Regions from separate parts of the Gossypium hirsutum genome. Here region 2 is linked to region 1. A link is a contact called in public Hi-C data. All regions are on one chromosome and are shown on one strand. The core of a region is the stretch at or near the end of the contact, and the rest is flanking DNA. Distances in the headings are between cores, read along the strand shown. Region 1 holds the start of LOC107949701 (calmodulin-binding protein 60 A). Region 2 has its middle 14 kb from the start of LOC121215647.

Evidence for each region. A called contact is a pair of places that touch in the nucleus more often than the background predicts.
Region 2: a Hi-C map of leaf shows a contact between it and region 1, with 1.7 times the contacts expected there. The contact joins the enhancer-like site here to the promoter of LOC107949701 in region 1. A contact is called at or near these places in 12 of 34 Hi-C or Micro-C datasets (anther, callus, hypocotyl and 2 more).

The regions. Positions count from the first base shown.
Region 1 is chrD03:41,765,138-41,768,869 of Gossypium_hirsutum_v2.1, forward strand. LOC107949701 (calmodulin-binding protein 60 A) reads right to left here and starts at 1,624. Exons shown (of 7, transcript XM_016884434.1): 1 at 1,486-1,624; 2 at 757-835. The coding sequence starts at 1,541.
Region 2 is chrD03:41,835,481-41,839,556 of Gossypium_hirsutum_v2.1, forward strand. It overlaps the pseudogene LOC107949698. Among protein-coding and RNA genes, the nearest start is that of LOC121215647, 14 kb to the left of the region's middle. Within about 2 kb of position 2,826, at least 9 of the 9 cell types and tissues checked have an H3K27ac peak or open chromatin away from gene starts, as enhancers often do. A contact at or near this core is called in hypocotyl and leaf, where this site is marked.

The sequences.
Region 1 (3,732 bases), core at 374-2,873:
AACTAAAACTAATTGACACGAAGTGGAGATGTAAGGATCAATGAGATTCTCCATTCTCAACTTCTCCTTATAAAGTGTCCATCTATTTCAATATGTTTGGCTCTATCACGTTGAACTGGATTGTGGGTGATACTAATAGCCAACTTGTTGTCACAATACAACCTCATTGACTCATTCCATTTAACCTTAAGATCATCCAAGATGATCTTTATCCACAAGAGTTCACAAATGCGTTGGGTCATAACCCTAAACTCTGCCCCTGCACTTGATCTTGCCACCACTGTCTGTTCTTTTATTCTTCCATGTCACTAAGTTCCCAAAAGGTAGAGTACAATACCTGGTAGGCGATATACTATCAGTGACATCCAACATTTATATATAGGCCCCTTTGGTGTGCTCCCTTAAGGACTGAAAACTTTGGCTTAATTCCCCATTGTTGGGTAATAAGTTTAGGCCTTCCAATTATAAGGAAAGCCTTAAGGAAAAAACTGCAACATGCAAATGTCAGCGCTGTATGTGTAACCGTATCCAAAATTTTTTACTCCCGTGTCCAAGCAGCGTGGACTATAATAACTGCTAAACTAAACCTCATTAAGCATAGGACACGGTAATTTATGATTTCAACTCTTGAGAAAGGCAAGCTCACTAATACTCTCTTTTACCATGTAAATAAAAATCTACACCTATTATATGCAGGAAAATGATAAATAATGTAGGAGCACTTTTGAAATAACATGATTAAAGAAAGAAACATACCACCCTACGAATTAATGGCTCCAAAACTGGCTCCAGCAAATGCTGGACTGATTGCAACTTCATCACCTCCTGAACCACACTACCATCGTTTACAAACAGATTAGCAACCAGAAGAAACACTATAAAAATAATGCATAATATTAGATGGATTATATTACCAATTCATCACAACACATGGATAGGTGTAAGTGAGGTTCAACCAAATGCCTAATTCAGTTATTTTAATTGGTTACAATATCAGCCAACAACTTTACTAAGAAATAAACTCAGTACAAATATTCACTCATTTAAACTTAAATATACCTAACAAGAAAACCCCAAATTATGCATCAATAAGGGAAAAAAGAAGAATGAAATTAAGGTAAGAAAGGAAAGGCGTGTACTTTCTCAATGTAGGAACCCTTCTCCGTTTATCCTGATCAGGAGTAAAGGCTTCTGAGGGTCGACCCTTAGTACTATCTTCTTGGGGTCTCTTATGAGACATTGTTAAAACTATTAACTCCAACAATGAAAACACCCCCAGAAGCTAAGCTGTTTGGATGGTGATGAGGTTCATTCACAAACACTAAAGAACCCAACATGCGGCACTTCAATTGAAAAGGAAACCAGCAGGAGGAGATACTATTTATTTATTCATTCATCAGTAAATGATAATCAAAGAGTAAATCCAAAAGTGGAAAAAAAGAAGAAGCAAGAGTTAAAACCCTTTTTCCCATCCCACTTTCCTACCCATTGTCTGAATTTGGCTGTGTCTGGGATGCTTCTTCACCCTGAATCTCTTTCATGATCCTGTATTGGCCCTTTCTCTCTCTCTCTCTCTCTCTCGTCTGAGTTTAACACTTTAACTGCTTGGGTAGGTGGTTGTGTTTCTGTGTTGTGTGTTTATATGTAACCAAAGGATATCCGTCTGAATGTGGGACCCCACTGACCCCGTTTTGGAACTAAACAAATCTATAAACATGATGTGCTGTCCTTTCTCTTTTTACTAGGGAATTATTGGAAGAAAGGAAATTTGATTTTCCTAAATTATCTATTAAATTTTAAATTAGCCTCGAGACTTAAAAAATTATTTTCTTTTTCTATTAGCTTGTTTAACATAATTGATTTTAATTTGTTTATTTATTCTTCCTATTTCATATATAGGTTAAATAGGCAATATATGTGGTTTTTTAATTGATTAAATAGGTCGTTTTTTTAAGATTTAGGAAAATAGGTCAATTTTGAAGACTGTTTGTGAAAGCGCGCCTAGCAAGACACGTTTACACACACTCTCCTCAGCCATCAATTTTTTTTATGATTTTTTAGGGTTAAGGTTGGTATTAAGGTTAGATTTTTTTGTTTAAGAATTAGGGTTTTTATTGGGTTTAAGGTTTTGAGAGTGAAACTGTGAAAGTTTATAGGTAGATTTGAAAGATTGGGGATACAAAAACGTATCTCAAAACACATACACTTCATATGTCATGTCAGGATAGGACCATTACCTAAGAAATTCATCTTATATAAGTCAGCTTTCAGGGTGACAATGCTTGATACAATCACGGGTTGAAGTCTAAGTGGAGGTCCTAGTCAACGGTCGTTATGCGGTCACAGGTTTGAGTATAACTGGGGGTCAGTTGGCGGTCGTTATGCAGTCACGAGTTCAAGCTTTTTGGATACCCGCAAATGATGCCTTATATATACCATACATAAGATTGATGCCATAATCATAGGAAAAAATGAAGGGCTTTTCGATGTAATCAATGTAATTTTTTTCTCTATTTCCAAGCAGTTGATATCTTTAACCTTTCATTCTTATCTGAGGGTTGGCATCGAGGTTGACACAAGAGGGCTCTCAAGCGAAAAACGAATGTTCAGGTGGAGTAAAAGTCAAACTTGAGTCGGTGCTACAACAGTTGTAGTTATTAATGATTTTTTACTAACTAAAAAGAGCATCACCTTTACTCCATCGAAATAGTCATTGCCCGCCGAAGAGTCCTCCTACGTCCACGACAATGCTGACCTTCTTCTAAGAAGGAAGGTTAAAGATATCGACTGCATGGAAATGGAGAAAAAAAATTGCGCCGATTATAGCGGGAAGCCCCACAGTTTTTCCTTATGGTTATGTCTTTAAAATTTTGTATGGTATTTATAAGGCAAAATCTTCGGGTGTCTAAAAAGTTTGAGCTCGTGCCCACATAACAACTGTTAAGTGGCTCCCCAGTTATACTCTGACCCGTGACCATATAAAGCATCGTCACCCCGGAACCTGACTTCCACAGGATAGGTTTCTGAGGTAATAGTCTCATCTTGGCAGGATATATGAAATGTGTGTCTCGGAACAATATCACATCACCGAAACTCAAGAATACCTCAAATAGGAATAAATATTATTGACGAAAATTTTGACCACTAAAGTAGGGAAGAAAACTGAGAGAGAGAAATATTTTAAAGTGGAAGGATGATGGTTGAGAAAGATGATGGTTAGGTATGATGGAGTATGAAAGGAGAGACCCTTTTTATAGGCGCGGGGGAGGGGTGAGATTGAAAAGGAAAAAACAACTTATGGTTGAAAACACGTCATAGAAGAGGCGTTTTCATCGAATATTTGAATGATGTGCCTCAAATCTTACCCAAGATTCCAAGGATCAAGGCACTTTGGCAGGCTTTGAATGGTGGCAGATAGAAAGCGAGTTCATCTAGCAAGCTTTTTGGCTGCCACTACGTTTTCAAGCACGCGTATGTTCAAATTGATTATGCTGAAACACATTTTCAAGCACAGAAGATCCTTTCATTATTATTATTCGATGAAAATGTGTTTTGAAGCGCGCCTTCCCTCTCTCTTTGTTCTTTTTTGTTATTAAACTACCGAAGTATTCAGTACTTAGACACAAGCAAATTAGTTCTTTTTTTTAAGAGTTGCATTGCGAGTGTCGTCTACATTTCTTTGGATAACCATCTGAAGATTTTTTGTTCTAAATATTTAATTTTTAAAAAAAT
Region 2 (4,076 bases), core at 1,576-4,075, 72 kb after region 1:
GAAGCAACAATGAGGGAACCCTGAATTGCCCGCATTATCCTTTTAAATCTCTGAAAGGCATCAAAACACATTATTTAAACAAACCAATAAAAACACCAAATACAGAATGTTAGTGTTCAAACCGGAGAACTTAATTACTCATTTGTCTGTAAATATGTTTTTCAAGAAATAAAGTACAAAAAGCATCTAGTACATAGTATCACATTAGAATGAGAAAAGGTTGTAAACTCCTATTAAGAAAAAAGGGAATGCATTCTAAATCTTTATGCTATTCTTTCAATAGAATGTTGAAGAGTGAAGCCATATGGTATCACCTTAGTAATATTCAAGCTAGATAGAAATTGTATCCCTTATTCCAATTTGGTAAGTGCTAGCTTCTCCAAATTTATAAGCAACTTTGGCAATTCCAAACAGGCCAATTATAGTAAATCGGAGTTTAGATCACAAAACCTCAACAGGATCTGAAGTGTCACTGAACCGACCAGCAAGGATTATAGAAATTGTTGTTGGGACAAAGGTATAGGACCCTCCAATCACAGCAGGCAATCTAGACCCAAACAGTGACTGCAACAATGTGTTCAAACCAGCAACAAAGAGTAGTGTCTGGATCACCTTTGCTTTCTCCTCCTATAAATGCCATTGCAATAACATGATTGAAATTATTATGTCCGCCCAAATTACCATAGTAATCAAACTAAGTAAACATTGTTGATTCTTCATGTTTGATTAATTTTTCATTTTTGGGGGCCCTACATTTCCACCTCCCATCTGGGGAACAAGAGAAGAGGGAATGATCACTATTGTGCCAAGCATCACAAGATAATGCTGAAAACCAAGAAGGATAGCCTCGGCTGCATCAAATACCAGACCAAAATGTCAAGAGATTAGTTGCAATTATTTCCTACCAGCCAACAAATGCCAATGATAATAGCAGTTAATCACATAATTGCAAAGTGAATGCATAAACACAATAGGAATTTCAAGTCTTCGATCCACATCAAGATAATAAATGAAAATTCCTAAAATGCCTGAAGTAGAAATAGGAAGATCCCACAGAAATTGATGACAGCAAGGATTGAGAAGGAAGTAAAGGTTAAAGACAAATAGAAGGACCAAAAAGTAGAGGGAAATGCTAAGCAAAATTAAACCAAAAGAAAGCCAATTAGCAAATAGAAGTTGGCCTCAGATTAACTCTAATCAAATCAATAATCATATGACTAGAAGTACCATCCTTAATTACCACAGATACACAGAGAAAAACAATTTTTTTTTAAATATATATATATACACACACACACACACATTAAAAGTAAGTTTTTTTTAGGGGGGGGAAGAGTGGCTTTTCACTTTTCCAAAAAAGGGGTATTAAACCGAAAGAACCCAAAAAAGCTACTTTCAGCTAAAAAAGTTAGAGAAGTATATACTCCAAAACAGTGACTAACACCAAAGTCTACCTAAAACATCCCCTGGGATTCACAAGAATCATACCGTAAAGCAACCAAAAATCTAATATAATACCTGATATACTGAACATAGAATTTGGAATCTAAGCTCTCACAAAACCAATAAAAGGGGGAAAAAAAGAAGAGCAGGTTAGATGGAACTTACGCCATGGAGGTGGACTCGTAATGCAATAAGAAATGTTGGGCAACTGTTCTTTCGGTGGATGTGGTTGTGGCTCAACTGCTTTTGCTGGAGCTCCTCCCGCTGCCATGATCTCCCTCTTTCACTCTCCTTTTCTCTCTATAAAATAAAATAATTCTTAAGATCAGCAAGAGCAAACTACTAAATCTGAGAACCATCCAGATCCCAAATTCTGAAAAAAGTAACTAAACAACAAGAAACTAGAGAAAAAGAAAGCGAAACAAGATGATCCTCAAGGCCAAAAGAGTGAACCAGTGACATATTCAGCTACTAATATAGAGCTAATAAAACGAAGAAAAATAAATAGATGGGAGCGACCTGGCTATAGGCAAGGAACAAATAAAATGGAATTAAAGATGAAGAAGATGATGAAGTCTTAACAAAAGATTTCTTGCAATGTAAGAGAAAGCTGAAATGTGGGAAACAAGGAGGAATTACTAATTGCATCACCAAAATACTGAGCAAGAAAAGAAGGTTCTTACTGAGAAAGAAAGAACCTTTTGTGGGAAAGAAAAAACCTTTTGACAAACTTCAAAGCAAAATCAAATGAAAAGGCATTAAAGTCAATAATGAATCATGTTATTGTTACCCCACACCACCGATAAAGTTTTCCAGCAAAAAAAGTAGCAGGAAAAAAAAATCAAACAAACCAGTTTTTTTTTAAAAAGAGTGAAATGAGAAATTTTTATAAGAATTCAGAAATGTATAGGCAAGTTAAGATTGAATTGAATGAGGAAAACAAATGCCAACTTACTTTGTACGCTAAGCTTTCTTTCTCTTTTTTTTCTTTTCCCTTCTTATATATATGAAGCAGAATTTTTTTTTTCCTGTTATGTTTTCAGGAAACTACGGATTCTTAAGTACACGTTTAAAGGAAAACAATTTAGCTAACATAACATTCATTCATTGTTTTTTGGTTTTTGCATCTCTAATAATTAAAGCAGAAATATGGTAGAAACTTCACTCAAATTGCTTACAGACAAGGTAAAGAGAGGAGAGAAGTGTTGGCTAGATCAATTTTCCACCTGGTTTTTGATGAACCTACACGGTTTTTATTGAAAAGACGGTTTTGACCTCAGAAAGTTGGCAACGTTTTGAGAAAAATTGAGGAGCCCATTATTGAAGGGTGTGGGTAGTTTGGGGAATTAGAAAAAAGGAAGATCAAGTGGGGAAGGGAACTAGGATGCCCTAAAACCAGGAGCCAATGGAGCAAAAAGTGAGACTTTTGTGGGGGAACAGTCAAAGCAGGGGCCAACATGTTCCAATCAAATTCAAGTTAGGTTAGTTTATGACTGGGCAGAAGTTTCTCATGTGCAGATCCATTATATGGTAAGTATATAGTATACTAATAATGCCTTAAAAGAAGACTCTATTAAGCTCATAGGCTTTGAATCAAAACAAAGTTCATAGGCAAGATTGAAAGGAGTTTGGCCTTTCAGTCTAAAACAGAAAATTTAATATGGCCACCTACTGGTTTTGATTCAATCGTTAGGGAAATAGTAACCAAGATTTTGAGAATCCAATGATGATGACTAATTTTCAGTTCAATTCCATCAAATCATTTTATTTAATTAAATAAATTATTAAAAAATTTATAAAAATATTTAAAAATAGAGAAAATAAGTTCAATTGATTTTGAGTGATTCATAAGTCTACTAATTTAACCCCTCTCTTGAGACCAATATCTTGATTGATTCCTAGTCCAATCAACCATTTTATTCTATTTTTATAACAGTCCAATTTTTAGTGGTGCCGAAAAAAATAATTTTGGAACCCTATTTCCATAAATTAGGGTTTTTAAATATTAGATTAAAATTATTGAGAGATTTGTAATCAATGACTAATCTTGGCATTTAAGGTATTATTCCCATGAAAAACTTACATATGGTGAACTAATTAATTTCACTCAAAAGGAAGAATTAAAAATCTGACAATATTTAAAATTGCAAAAACAACTTAAAAAATAAATATAGCAATGCAGGAAGGAATTGAGATCATTTTGCCGACAATTTGACATTAGAAGTGAGTCTTCTTCCTTAAAAACAAGTTGTCCTGTAAAATCAAAAAATAGAAGAAAGAATATGTCAGAATATTATAAAAAGCCAAAATATAGGAAATATTAAAAAGAAAATAAACAACAAAAATCAAAATAGATAAAACAATAAAATTTTATAGATATGAAAAACTAGGACACGTCTCAAAATATTACAAGATTAAGAGAAAGATTAATAATTTAAATCTAGATAAAGAAATAGAACAAAAGATTAATAAAATTCTACTAGAATCCACTACTAAAAAATGCTCCATTGAATTCCAAAGAATAATGATATTTTTTATCCATATTCTCAATTTACAATAATATACATTGATGATGTACTAGAGTTTTCTAAAAAATTAGAAAAACACTTCAAATACTTATCCATTTTGTCAAA